3 separate regions of the Macaca mulatta genome follow, and all the other regions are linked to region 1. A link is a contact called in public Hi-C data. All regions are on one chromosome and are shown on one strand. Each heading gives the region's core, a stretch centred on a gene start, on an enhancer-like site or on the middle of the called end of the contact. The rest is flanking DNA. Distances are from core to core; before and after follow the strand shown. Region 1 holds the start of APLP2 (amyloid beta precursor like protein 2). Region 2 holds the start of PRDM10 (PR/SET domain 10). Region 3 overlaps APLP2 (amyloid beta precursor like protein 2).

Region 1 (4,266 bases), core at 791-3,290:
GTTCAATCACACAAAGTGGTGAAGTGAGACAGGTTTTAATATTCGCATTTGACAGAGGAGAAAAGAGAATCCCAAGTGATGGAGGAACTTGCCCGTGATTATGCGGCTGTGTCAGTCAGCTCCGGCTGCTGCAACAAAATAACATAGGCTGTGGGGCTTCAACAACAGGAATTTATTTTTCAGAGTTCTTGAAGCCTGGGAAGTCCAAGCTCAAGATGCCACTTCGGCCCCTCAGTGATGGACCTCTTCCTGGTTTGCAGATGGCGGCCTTCTTGCTGTGTTCGCACATGGAGGAGGGAGGTGGGGGCTGAGGTTGGGGGTAGGGGACAGAGACTGTGAGAGAAAAGCAAGCTCTCTGGTGTCTCTTCTAATAAAGGCACTAATCCCATCATGACCTACTACCTCCATGACCTCATCCAAACCTGATTACCTCCCAGAGGCCCCATTTACAAATAACCATCACACTAGGGTTCAGCGCTTCGGCACACACTTTAGGGGTGGGGACAAAATTCGGTCCATAGCAAGAGCCAAATTCATGCCAGTTCCAGAATTAGTATCAGCACCCAAGATAATTGGGTTCAATAACACCGGGCAAACATTTATCGAGGCCTGCACTGTGAGGGGCACTGCAGCATGACACACCCGAGTCTTGTCAGTGGCCTGAGAGAGGTATGGAAATAACCAGGGAGCAAGTGCCACAGTGGGAAACATCCCTCTGAGCAATCAGAAGCGATGATATTACAGCCGACTGAGCCGAGGAACAGTGAAAATGCTTCCAACAGGTAGATGTTGGGGAGAGGACATTGCAGGCGCAGGAACAGTGTTAAGAAGGGCTGTGAAATGGAAAGGTGTCTTCTTGGAGGAATCGGGCAGAGCCAGTTGACCCACAGGGAACTGTGCATGTAGGGGAGTGGTGCAAAGTAAGGCTGGAAAATCCCGGGTTCTTCTTACAGCCGCACTCGTCTACTCCGCGGACAGTCTCCTCCTTTCTATTGTCAGCGTCCTGGGGGTAGGGGTTGCGTTATGTATTTAGTTGAACCAGGAGGGACTAGTCCAGGCCTCTCAGAAGGCAGTACCTAACTCACTGGCTACTGAAAGGAAACAAGGCCAGCGGAGCCCTGGCGGTGGCGAGGCTGTGCCAATTGCTAAATGGGCCAGCAGGACATTTTTCTCTAGTGAAGTGGAAATGCCGCGGAGCAGGAAGGCAGAAAAGCAGGTCTCCCGCTAGTGCGCCTCAACCGAAGAAGCAGCGTGATCTCTCCTAAAACACACGAGGAAGGGGGCCTGGGCTGTGAGGCCGGCGTGGTTCTTGCACCCCTGGTCTCTATCCCTGCCTGGGCGGCCGCTGGGAAGGAAGGGTCGGGAAGAGGCCTAAGGATCGGAGGCCGAGCATGCGGAGCGCGGCCGGGGTGAGGCGAGGACCCGGCGGAGAGGCCTGGGCGGAGCAGCGAGGGAGAGGCGCGCCCTGAGTACGGCTCGGGGGAGGAGGGTGGCTGCCTCCTGTGGTCCTCCCCCTGCCTCGGGGGACGGTCCTTGGCAAACCGTCCCGGACTCCTAATTCATCCTGTTTTTAATAAAACCATTTCCAGAATCAAAAAGAGGGCGTACCCAATGGAGTCTGAAGAATGCCCAGCAGGGGCAGGGTAGCGGGCCGTGCCCGTATCGGGAGGCTGAAGGCTGACGGACCAGCGTAGCAGGGACAGATAACCGCGCCGGGGGTGGCGGAGGACACAGCCAGCCCCGCGCCGCAGAGCTGCGGCCCCCGACCCGCCGCGCGCACGCCCCCGCGCCTGGCGGCCACAGGGTCCGGAGCGGGGGCGGGGCCGTCCGCGGCCGGAGGCGGGGCCGGGCGGGGGCGCGCGGTTGGACCGGGCGGGAGGAGCAGGCTCTTCCATCCCCTGATTGGGTCTGGACCGCACGGCGGGGCGGGGTCTTGAGAGGTTCTGCGGGCCGGCATTGGGAGCCGCAGAAGGAGGGCGTGGTAATGTGAAGTCAGTTCCGGTCGGTGTAAAACCCCCTGGGCGGCGGCGAACTGGCTTCAGATGCTTCTGGGTCGCGGTGTGCTGGGCGCGCAGTCGGTGTGTGTGAGCTTGAGAGCCGCGCACTAGAGCTACCCGGCGAGGGATGGCGGCCACCGGGACAGCTGCCGCCGCAGCCACGGGCAGGCTCCTGCTTCTGCTGCTGGTGGGGCTCACGGCGCCCGCCTCGGCGCTGGCCGGCTACATCGAGGTGGGGACCGGGCGAACGCCGGAGGAGCGCGGCCTGCGGGCGAGCAGCGGGGTCCGCTGCAGGGCGGGCCGGGGGTGCGGCGCGGGGGATCCGGCGCTGCGGCGGGTCTGGCGCGCCCTCCCCCGCCCGTCCCTGCTTGGCGCAGTCCTTAGCGTTGGAGGTCGGGCTGCCTCAGCCGCCGCAGAGGCCAAATGAAAGGCGTCGGGGATACTGGGGGCGGCGGGCCGCCTCGGCCTCCCCAGCCCCCAACCCACCCCCGGCGCCGCCACCTCCTCCGGGGACCCCGCGCCCCCGGGCGCCCGCCCCGCCCTCCCGCGGGACAATGCGAGCATCGACCAGGGCGCTTCTCTCCCGCCGGAGTCCGCAGCTCGTCTCTCTCCGGGGGCGACCCCGCGCACCCCGTTAAGCTCCCTCACGCGGTGCCGGGACCTCGGCTCCGGGCCTCCCACCTGCGGGCTTCGCCTTTGTTGCCAGGTGGACGCGGCCCCGGCCTTCGCGCGCGGCGGGGATGCTGCGAGCCCCGGGGGAGCTCCCGCGCCAGGCCGGCCGCTGCTCCCTCCGCCGCCCGGGGCCGGGGCGCGGACGCGCATTTTTAAGTGGCGCTGTTTGCCTGCGTCCGTAGACCGAGGAAACCCGCTCTGTGTGCGTTGAACGCTTTCGTGAGGGTTTCAGTGAGTAGGGAAGGTGCCCGCGAATGCGTGTAAAGTCTTGGAAAAACCGTCCTCTGTCCGTGTCAGAATTCCAGCGGTGGTGTGCTTCGAGGTCGCCCCCTGAGCATCCCCGCTGCGAGAAAGGCGAAGCGGCTGGGCCGGGGGCGGCCACGGCGCGGGCCGGAGCGGGCAGCCTTGGAGGAGCCCTGCTGTGGCCGAGGGAGACGGCGGGCTTGATCTTTTACTTCCCTTCTCGAAGTAGTGCTTGAACTGCTGGACTGGAATGTGTAGTTCTGGTGTCGTTTATTTCTTCTCCCTCTTCGCTCTTTTAAAAATTACAATTGGTTTCTGCCTACTTAGGTAATTTCAGAGAGACCTGAAGACTGGATTTGATTAGGCATTAATTGGGAGCTTTCTTTTAAAGACGTCAGGTTTAGAATATGTTTACTTCTACAGAATGTTCAAGTATTTCCACGGGTAAAAATAAATCTAGTAAAAAGCCTCTCTGATGGAACGGCTTAAAACCTTTGTATTCATCCTGTTTAAAGCTTTGTGACTGTGAGGGTAAGAAAGGAGTTCAGCTTTAAGGAGAAATAGTTAACGTTTATCTACAGAGGATTTTGGATTGCGATTGTTTCAGTGTCCACACAGTGGTCAGAGTTTATCTGTGATCCTTGATATGATGTCGCATGAAAACAGCTAGGTGAGTGAGATGGAGAGAAGAAATAAAGGGTTTTGTATGGAAGATGGGACTTCACTAGTGAGTCGGGTGTCAGAAACCATCGTTCACACTCGCACCCCGCTTCCCATTGGTATGAGTAATTTCAGGCATTAGTGAATTCACAGTAAAGGACTCCGCAGTTTTAAAGAATTCGTTAATACTTGTGCAGGGAGAAAAAATAATAACAGAATTCGTTGTGTATTAAATTTGATTGTTAGTCACAGCGTTGTTCACTTGAAAAGTATGACTGAAGAAAGGAATTAAACATTTCTGAAAAATGGTTTTATGGTACCTCCTGTTCTTTGGAGCTGTATTTTTGCTCACACTTACTAAATGATCTTTCAAGGGGCCTTTTGTCAAGCTATCAGAATTTTATTCACATGAATATAATTTGATTTTGTTTATTTGCTGTCAGGCAAGGGACTGTCGAAGCTTAATTTAGATGAGAATGGCCTAAATCAGGATGTCTTTGGGAAGGCCCTGATTGAGATTAGCCAAAGGGATTCTGGCCAAATCCCTGATCAAGTTGCTTGGCACAGAATTATTGATTGGCAAATCTTTAGTGTTGCTTGGTGTTCACTGAATTAATCTCTTACACCTGTTTTTAAAAAAAACACCTCTGGACTCAGGGTCACTTCCTCTCTTAAATCCGACACAAGTTCTCAT
Region 2 (4,266 bases), core at 1,296-3,795, 59 kb before region 1:
CCCCGCCTCGGCCTCCCAAAGTGCTGGGATTACAGGCATGAGCCACTGCACCCGGCTTAAATTTTATGTTTTCTGCAATGATCACGCATTATTCTTTAAACTAGAAGGAAAAACAAAACAGGCAAGTAGAAACTGAGGTAGTGCCAATCAAGCTGGGATTATTTTGAATTGTGCTACCCTTTATACGTCCATAACCTCTAAGTAAAAACCATTCGGAGCGCCCCTTGAAGACAGGAACCTTGCCTTTTCTAAAATATATACTCAATTACATTCAGATATACAATATATGATGCACACATTAATATGTGGTGGAGCATGCTACAAAACAGAAAAACTAAAAATGGCTTATTTGAAAAAGCAGAACAATCTTGCCTTGAAAAACAAGTAACAGCACAGCAAACAGTGGGAGCTTACGGGGCAGGAGAAGGCACAAGACATTTGTCTTGATCCAAAACAAACAAAAAATGTAAACCTTCCACTAAGCGCCCGTGTTCACTTTTAAATGGTTCATTCTCTGTCAATTTCACCTCAATTTATTATAAAAGGAAACCTAAAGACCGAGCACGGGGGCTCACGCCTGCAATCCCAGCACTCAGGGATGCTGCGGCGGTAGGATTGCTTGAGTTCAGGAGTTCGAAACCATCTTGGGCAACATGATGAAACCCCGTTTCTACAAAAAGTAGAAAAATCAGCCAGGCGTGGTGGTGCCTGCCTGTAGTCCCAGTTACTAGGGAGGCTGAAGCAGGACCTTGAGCCCAGGAGGTCGTGTCTGCAGTGAGCCAAGATCGCGCCACTGCACTCCAGCCGGGGCAACCAGAAAACCTGTCTCCTAAATAAATAAACCTAGCAAAGTTACTTTCTAAAAACCCCATATTGAATAAACACTGTTTAAACGCTGCTTTGCCCCCAACCAATCCTAATTAAAAAAAAAAAAAAAAAAAAAAATCTTGTTTTCTCTATTCTAGAGCAACAAATAAGTAATGCTCATCAAAGTGGAAGCTATTGTGGCGCTGAAATGGGTAGGAAGATACAAAAAAATACAATGTAATAATACACCTTCTTGCCTAACAGCAATGGTGGAGAAACAAAGAACAGGTCAGAAAAAGAGGCCACAAAACAGTCATGAGTGATTCTGCTGTTTTTAATAAAGATTAAGTACTGTTGACTTTAGAGAATTTGGGGTGACGAGCCAGGCAAGATTTTAACCGGCAAAGGAGCAGATTTAGGGCACAGGGCAGAGCTGGGTGCGTCTCATCACACTTCTAATCCTCGATGACAGCACAAAGCCACCCCTCCTTGTGCTTAAGTGTACACGCACATTGATTGAAAATGCACTGAAATCCAACTCATCCACCAAGCAAGGCTAAAGGAGCGCACACAAATTCAACAGCGCTGCGTTCGCGTGGCTGGAGGGCAGACCGTGAATATTCCATTTTACTTAGCAGAGTACCAACACCTAGCTGCACGGCTAAACCTGCTTAAAAACAGCTGGCGAGAGGCTGGAGAGCTGCACACCGTGAGCCCTCTCCCGAGCGCCGACCGGCCTCGCCCTGCCTCCGCGCTGCACCCCGGATGCGGACGGACTGGGGCAGGGCCGCGACCCCGGCCCCGGCCTCCGCCCGGCCGGCCCCGACACCGTGCCACGGGACAGACCCGCAGGGGCCGCCCCACACCCCTGCGGGCCGGCCCCCCGCCCGGGTCCCGGACGCCAGCTTGGGACCGCAGGCCGGGGGCCCAGCCATCGATGGCAGGTGGGCGGCGCGGCCTCCGCAGATAAACCTGGGCGTCCCATCGGACAGGACCTTCCGCCCCACGCGCCCGCAACCAGCCACCCCCAGCCCGGTGCCCAGCCCCTGGCCCCCGGCCCCCGGCCGCCGGTGCTCTGCTCCCGGCCGGCTGAGACCTGCCCGCCGCGCCCGAAGCGCCCGCGCAACCGCCGCCGCCGGAGCGCGCAGGCCGCCCAACCGCCGTCCCGGCCCAACCAACGCGGGCAGGGGAGGAGAGGTGCGCGCGGCCGGCGGAGCGTGCGAGCCACTCGGGGGTCGCAGGGGGAGGCTGCGCGCGGCGAGGGCAGGGGCGAGGAGGCGCCGAGGCCGGCGCTGAACGCGGCGCCAGGAGGGCCTGCTGGAGGGGGCTTTGCCCCTTTCCCCTTGGAAGGTGCAGATGGTTTGACCCCCCACCCCGAGTGAGGTGCCTAGTCCCAGCCCCGGCTGGACTGTACCATCGGGCGGTGCCGCCGGGATTTCTCCCCCCCCACCCGGGTCCGCGGTCGGTTGGCCCCGGCCGGGCTCTGAGACGCGGAAAGAGCTGGGCGCCATTTTGGGTGGGACTAAGCAAAGACGAAACACCCTCCCAGTCTATGGGGTACCCTGGACCCTGGCTTATCTGGTTCCCTTAATCCTTTAGGTACTTACACGACGTTGGGTGAGGGGAGCTGGAAGATCAGCGGGTCCCCGATCCTCTCTCCCTAGGGGTGATAGAAATCAAACCCCCCCGCCACCTCCAGGTGGTTCTTCCCGCCGCAGAGTGGGAGCAGCATAAAAGGCGGGGTCTTATTAGCATAATCTGCCTGGCAACCTGATCTCGACGTTATATGATTGGTTAAACTCTGTAAGCCCCATGCCGTGCCTAGAGACGAGAAATGCTGGGGCGAACTGACAGGCCCAGATTTAGGAGTCATGACGAAGATCCCGAGACGCTTATTCAGTCTGCAGAGAAGCCAAAAGGAGATTCACACAATGGCCCAATGACTGAAGGCCTCTTTATTTCGTGCTCTGCTGTTCATGTAAAACCCAATCGCAGAGCGGGTCTCAGGCGGCGCTCGCCTGCGTTTCTACTCTCAGCCAATCAGAAAACCCGACTCTTCGCTTCAGGGTCAAGCCCCCGCTGCGGCCCGCCTGCCGACTGGGAGGAAGCGTCCAGCGGTGCGTGGGTCTCTCGGACGCCGACGGCCCAGGGTCCCGGGAGGCGCGCGGGGGTGAGGTGACCCTCGCGTCCGCCCGCCCCGCCGCAGGTTGCCTCCGAAGCGGCCTGGCCGCGGAGCGCCGGCGAAAACCGAACTCCCGCCCGGCTCCTGGGCTCGGTGCGGCCGGGTAACGCCTGCCGGGGTCTCGCCCTCAGGACCCCTAGGGAGCGGCCGAGCGCCGCCAATCACCCTGACCCACCGCACCTTGCCAGCGCTGTCACTGCGCCTCTTTTTTTCCCCTCTGCCAATCTGTAAAGGAAGTGATTGTCATTTCAAACATTGAGAAGCATTATTCAACACTGGTTACCCAGTGACTCAGCTCACTCCTTAACCGCAGGCTTCCACATCCTGCTGTCCCTTAAAATTGCCTTCTCAAAGGGCAGCCAAGAGCCCAACTTTGGAGAGATACCCAGCTCCAGCTACCCACTGGCAGGCAATACGCATGGCAGCTAGATGGCAGAGAGACCTTGGACCTTCGGACCTTCAGGGAGCGATTTTCCCTTCCTTGATATCTACCTTGCTACGTTATTTTGAAGATTAAGTGAGCTCTTACTTTACCGAGTAAAGTGCTTTGCTTAGCACACTGTCTGGAACTTAAATGAGAAGTACTGACAATATAACCTACAAAAATCCTAAACTATTGCCTGAGAAAAAGAGGGAGGCAGGACAGCTAAGCAAAAGACGAGAATAGAAAACACCCACAGCGGGAAAAACTAAAATTAACTCAATAGTATTCTCTTTACTGTTTTGTTTTGTTTGTTTTTTAATACGGAGTCTTGCTCTGTCGCCCAGGCTGGAGTGCAGTGGTGAGATCTGGGTTCACTGCAACCTCCGCCTCCCAAGTTCAAGCGATTCTCCTGCCTCAGCCTCCCTAGTAGCTGGAATTACAGGCATGCACCACCACGCCCGGCTAATTTTTGTGTTTTTAGTACAGATAGGGTTTCGCCATGTTGGCCAGGCTGGTCTTGAACTCTAACCTCAAGTGATCCTCCTGCCTTGCCCTCCCAGAGTGCTGAGATTACAGATGTAAGCCACCGCGCCTAGTCTACCATTTTGTTTATTTAAATAGCTGGAAACAACGGGGAAAGAAAAGAGCTTTTTTTTTTTTTTAAACTTCGTGACAGGGTGCGGTGGCTCACGCCTGTAATCTCAGAACTTTGGGAGGCCGAGGCGGGTGGATCGCTTGAGCACAGGAGTTCGAGACCAGCCTAGGCAACATACTGAGACTCTGTCTGTACAAAAAAAAAAAAAAAAATTAGCCAGGCATGGCGGTACACACCTGTGGTTCCAGTTACCTGCAG
Region 3 (4,266 bases), core at 1,145-3,644, 51 kb after region 1:
CAGGGTCTTAGTGGCACAGTGAAATGTGCGTTGAGCTTATTTCCTGCCTCTGTTTTTGTGTTTCAGAATAGAGACGGGACTCATTGTTGTGCTTTGCACATAGGAGTTATTAACCTTCCTTTTTTCTATTTTGGCCTTCAGTGAATTTCCTACTGAAGCAGATCTGGAAGATTTCACAGAAGCAGCTGTGGATGAGGATGATGAGGATGAGGAAGAAGGGGAGGAAGTGGTGGAAGACCGAGATTACTACTACGACACCTTTAAAGGAGATGACTACAATGAGGAGAACCCCACTGAACCCAACAGCGATGGCCCCATGTCAGACAAGGAAATTAGTCACGATGTCAAAGGTAACCGCATATAGAGCCATGGCTTTGGAATCCACATGGTAATTATTCACTTAGACTTTTGCATTGCGTCTGTTACAGGTAAGTCAGTCATAGAAGGAAAGGTGGTATCCCTGCACTGAAGGTGTGTTCAGCTCTTCAGTGCAGTGATGGTGCCGTCTTAACGAAGTGGGCAGGCAGGCACATCCAGGGAGAGGTGTAGGATTGAATTAGAGAACAAGGACTAGAGAGTAAGACAGACAGCATAGTCCGCCCTTCAGCAGGATTCTTCCACGTTCAGCCTAAAATATTCCCTCCCCAAGGGAAGCTCCCCTCTTTGATACCACTCAAGTCCTGGCCTCCTAGAATAGAACTGGCTTGCCTGGTTTTTCTTTTCCTGCGTTTGTTCTAATCTGTAGGCTGCCCTGTTTGTCCAGATGTTTTAGTTGGGAGGGTGAAATTTATTGACCTGCTGGTAACAAATTAGGGCCTGCAGTTTTTTTTCATCTTGCCAATTAAAACAAGAAAAGGTTGCAGTAGTTCCAGAGCCAGTAACATGCAGCCTCCTGCTGATTGTATATTTGAAAGCAATTAAGAGCTAAAGAATTATTTAGGACCCAAGTTGGGGGAAAATACTTAACCAGTTGAGAAGTTTATGATTTGCCTTAGAGAACGTAAAAATGGGAAACAAGGCCGGGCGCGGTGGCTCAAGCCTGTAATCCCAGCACTTTGGGAGGCCGAGACAGGCGGATCACAAGGTCAGGAGATTGAGACCATCCAGGCTAACACGGTGAAACCCCGTCTCTACTAAAAAATACAAAAAACTAGCTGGGTGAGGTTGCCGGCGCCTGTAGTCCCAGCTACTCGGGAGGCTGAGGCAGGAGAATGGCATAAACCCAGGAGGTGGAGCTTGCAGTGAGCTGAGATCCAGCCACTGCACTCCAGCCTGGGCGACAGAGGGAGACTGTCTCTCAAAAAAAAAAAAAAAAAAAAAAAAAAGGGGAAACAATTGTCTGTTCTAGGTGCTTTAGTCTTTACTCCGGTATCACCACTTAAAACAGCCTTTCCACTCACATTGTCTCCTGAATAGACAAACGAGGCAGATAACTCCACTGAACAGATGAGAAATGCGAGGCTCTCACAGCTGTGAGACAAAGGGATTGCTCTACGTCAATCTAAACTTAGATCTAGACTCCAGAGGGTGCCAAAAAAAATCCCAGTTCCTAAATGTCTCTACTCCATGGGGAAGCAACTTGTCCTCAGCAAGGCTGGCCTGAGCTGGAGCATTCTGCCAGCCAGGGCCTCTGGGCTCTGTCCTGTCTCAGGCCTCCCCCAGCCCATTCCCCGGCTTGCTGGCCTGTAGCATTTTGAAACATTTGACGTCACTGCCTCTGTCCTGCTGACACTCTGACCGTTTTCACACAGCTGTCTGCTCCCAGGAGGCGATGACGGGGCCCTGCCGGGCCGTGATGCCTCGTTGGTACTTCGACCTCTCCAAGGGAAAGTGTGTGCGCTTTATATATGGCGGCTGCGGCGGCAACAGGAACAATTTTGAGTCTGAGGATTATTGTATGGCTGTGTGTAAAGCGATGAGTAAGTCCCACCTTGCGGGGGTCCTGTGCGGCAGCACCGTCCTGTCCGGCGTCCGTCTCCCCGCCGTCCTCGTGGCTGCATCTGTGTGGTGTCCCTGCCCACTCGGGTGTTTGCTGTCAGTCGTCTTCCCCTCATCTTTGTGCTTTCTAGGTCTAGGCTTTGCTCTCCTTCTGGCAGTGGTAAGCTCAGTTCTCACGTCCTGTGCTCACCGTGTGTCTGGTGGTGCTCGGTGGTGGTGGTGCGCACCCGCCTTGGTATAGCGGGCGGCACGGCCAGGGGCTTGTCCTTTCTCGTCCGGCTTTGGAGTCTGCAGGCCCCGGGCCACTGTAGTGTTGGTGGGGGAAGGCAGCTGTGCCTTGGGCTGGCTCTAGCTCAGAGGCACTGAACGTTCCTGTCTTTGAACTGCCCTGTCTCTGACCCCTGTGATGCATGCCAGCTCACGGGATGCCTGCTCTTGAAAGGAGTGACAATGAAGTACTTTGGGCAGTCTAGAATATTGAAATATCTTGCATAATGCACTCTAGAAGAGAGCTAGCAGCCAAGTGGTAGTGACTCACTGTGTTGCTTCAATATTGTGCAACCGGGTCACACAGCTTTAGGAAGTGAGAGGATTTCAGTTGGTGTGTGCTTTGGTGTGACGGGAAGGTCAGTGGTTCAGTTGAGTTGGGTTTATGCTGGACGTTGGTAGGAAGAGTTTCTACCAAGAGTTTCCCTTTTCTCCATGGCTACTCCTTTTTCTCGTTAAGAGCTTCAGTCTCTCACCTTGCAGCACTAACCTACACATTAGGAAGATCCGCAGGCCAGACCGTTTTTCTTGGTTCCTACTCTGGAATTTGTTGGAATAATAATTTGCTATGAAGGATTTGGCTATAGCTCTGATGGATTTTCATTCAAATCTCTTCATGTTCCCTCTTCCTTCCTTCTACCAAAAGATCTTTCACATCTTAATGTAATACGGCAATGCTTTGAGTGCTTCCCTTCCAACTCCAGGAAAGCTGATTTATTCTGTAACAGTTGAAAGGTGAAATAAAAAGAGTCCTTAGGGAACCTTGGTGAATAAACCTTGCGTTTTCAGGAAAGATTCAGAAATAGAAATTATTGTGAGACTTACTACTTTGTAAAACTTGGGTTGAAGCCTGAGGAATCCCAGTGAGTGTGGAGGTGGTGATCTCCACCTGAAGGGTCAGCTAGGAAGTGCTGTGAGACATGATGGAGTGGCAGGTCTGTAAAACTGTTTGCTGTGGCTTGGATAAGATTTGCCTCGGAGAAGCAGTGTTCATGCTCTGTGGGGCCTCTGCCTGGAGGGCTTTGCAGGTTGAGAAGCATCAGGTTTCCTTCCAGTGGGAACGTTTTTATTCTTCTTTGAAGGGGCTGAGGCTGGCGGATGTGCCGGCTTCGTGATCACGTGTGTGATTCCACAGGGACCCAGGGTGTCTTCAGAAAAAAGCCTTTCAGCCCACTGTCCTCTCCACTCTGGTCCCAGGGAGGGTGGAAGCAGCCTGTGTTTGCTGTTATCTTTATCCAGTCCAGCTATATGAACCAAAGGCTCCGTCTCCAGCGCTCAGGCCTTTACAGCACAGGCACGTGTCGCTGATCCGCACGATGGACTGCAGCGCTTGAAATTCTCCTTCACTGAGCCTCCGAGTGCCTTGGGGAATGGTGTTTACTAAGTTATAGATTCTCATTTAGTTAATCTGAAAGTGGGATATTGACATCCTTTTAAAACTTACATAGGGCTCATATTCTTCATGACTTTAGTTGTCATTTTTAGTTCTATTAAACAAAGGGGCAAATAAAAGATGCTTCCGACAGAAAAAGTTGAACTGGCTGGCTAATTTTTAGCTCTATTCATCAATTATACAGTTGTTTTAATGTATTAAAATGATGCAATTCTAGAAATTAGGTGAATTTGCTTCTGAATTAAAAATCGGTTGAATCTTGGCATTCACTCTCCACTTAGCTCTGAAATTGTGTCATAATCTACCAAGCAAGTCCACACCAGCTTGGGAAATCTTGTATGAATTAGGCTAGTAAGGGTTACCTTAGGTATGTCTTGAGAGGCTGACTGAGTAAACTTGCCATCTTAGTCGTTTCCCTTATCAGGCTAAATTCCATCGTGCAGACACTCACTTGCTTGGGCCCTATAAGAGATTATGCCCATCCAGCAGGCAGGGGTGCTCCAATAGACCTGTGCTCTGGGGAACACTTGGGAAGCCCTATTGGTCAGTGTCATGGATCAAAAAGCCCTATCTTCATATCGGTGAAAGGTGTCCTTGTCCAATAGAGCAACTTAGTTTTACCTTTGTTGGTTCTGTCACTTTGGTGGCGCTGAGAGTCCTTCAGTGAT

The links. A called contact is a pair of places that touch in the nucleus more often than the background predicts.
Region 2: a Hi-C map of liver shows a contact between it and region 1, with 2.5 times the contacts expected there. The contact joins the promoter of PRDM10 here to the promoter of APLP2 in region 1. A contact is called at or near these places in 5 of 14 Hi-C or Micro-C datasets (CD4 T cells, cortical neurons, fetal cortex germinal zone and 2 more).
Region 3: a Hi-C map of blood shows a contact between it and region 1, with 5 times the contacts expected there. The contact joins the enhancer-like site here to the promoter of APLP2 in region 1. A contact is called at or near these places in 4 of 14 Hi-C or Micro-C datasets (blood, cortical neurons, fibroblasts and 1 more).

Annotation. Positions count from the first base shown.
Region 1 is chr14:130,359,620-130,363,885 of T2T-MMU8v2.0, forward strand. APLP2 (amyloid beta precursor like protein 2) reads left to right here and starts at 2,041. Exons shown (of 16, transcript XM_015116122.3): 1 at 2,041-2,229. The coding sequence starts at 2,125. It overlaps LOC144334497 (a long non-coding RNA gene), which reads right to left and starts at 1,813. Exons shown (of 2, transcript XR_013404433.1): 1 at 1,609-1,813; 2 at 152-1,261.
Region 2 is chr14:130,299,965-130,304,230 of T2T-MMU8v2.0, forward strand. PRDM10 (PR/SET domain 10) reads right to left here and starts at 2,546. Exons shown (of 21, transcript XR_013404429.1): 1 at 2,415-2,546.
Region 3 is chr14:130,410,462-130,414,727 of T2T-MMU8v2.0, forward strand. APLP2 (amyloid beta precursor like protein 2) reads left to right here. Exons shown (of 16, transcript XM_015116122.3): 6 at 142-350. Among named protein-coding and RNA genes, the nearest start is that of ST14, 35 kb to the right of the region's middle. Within about 2 kb of position 2,395, at least 14 of the 40 cell types and tissues checked have an H3K27ac peak or open chromatin away from gene starts, as enhancers often do. A contact at or near this core is called in blood, where this site is marked.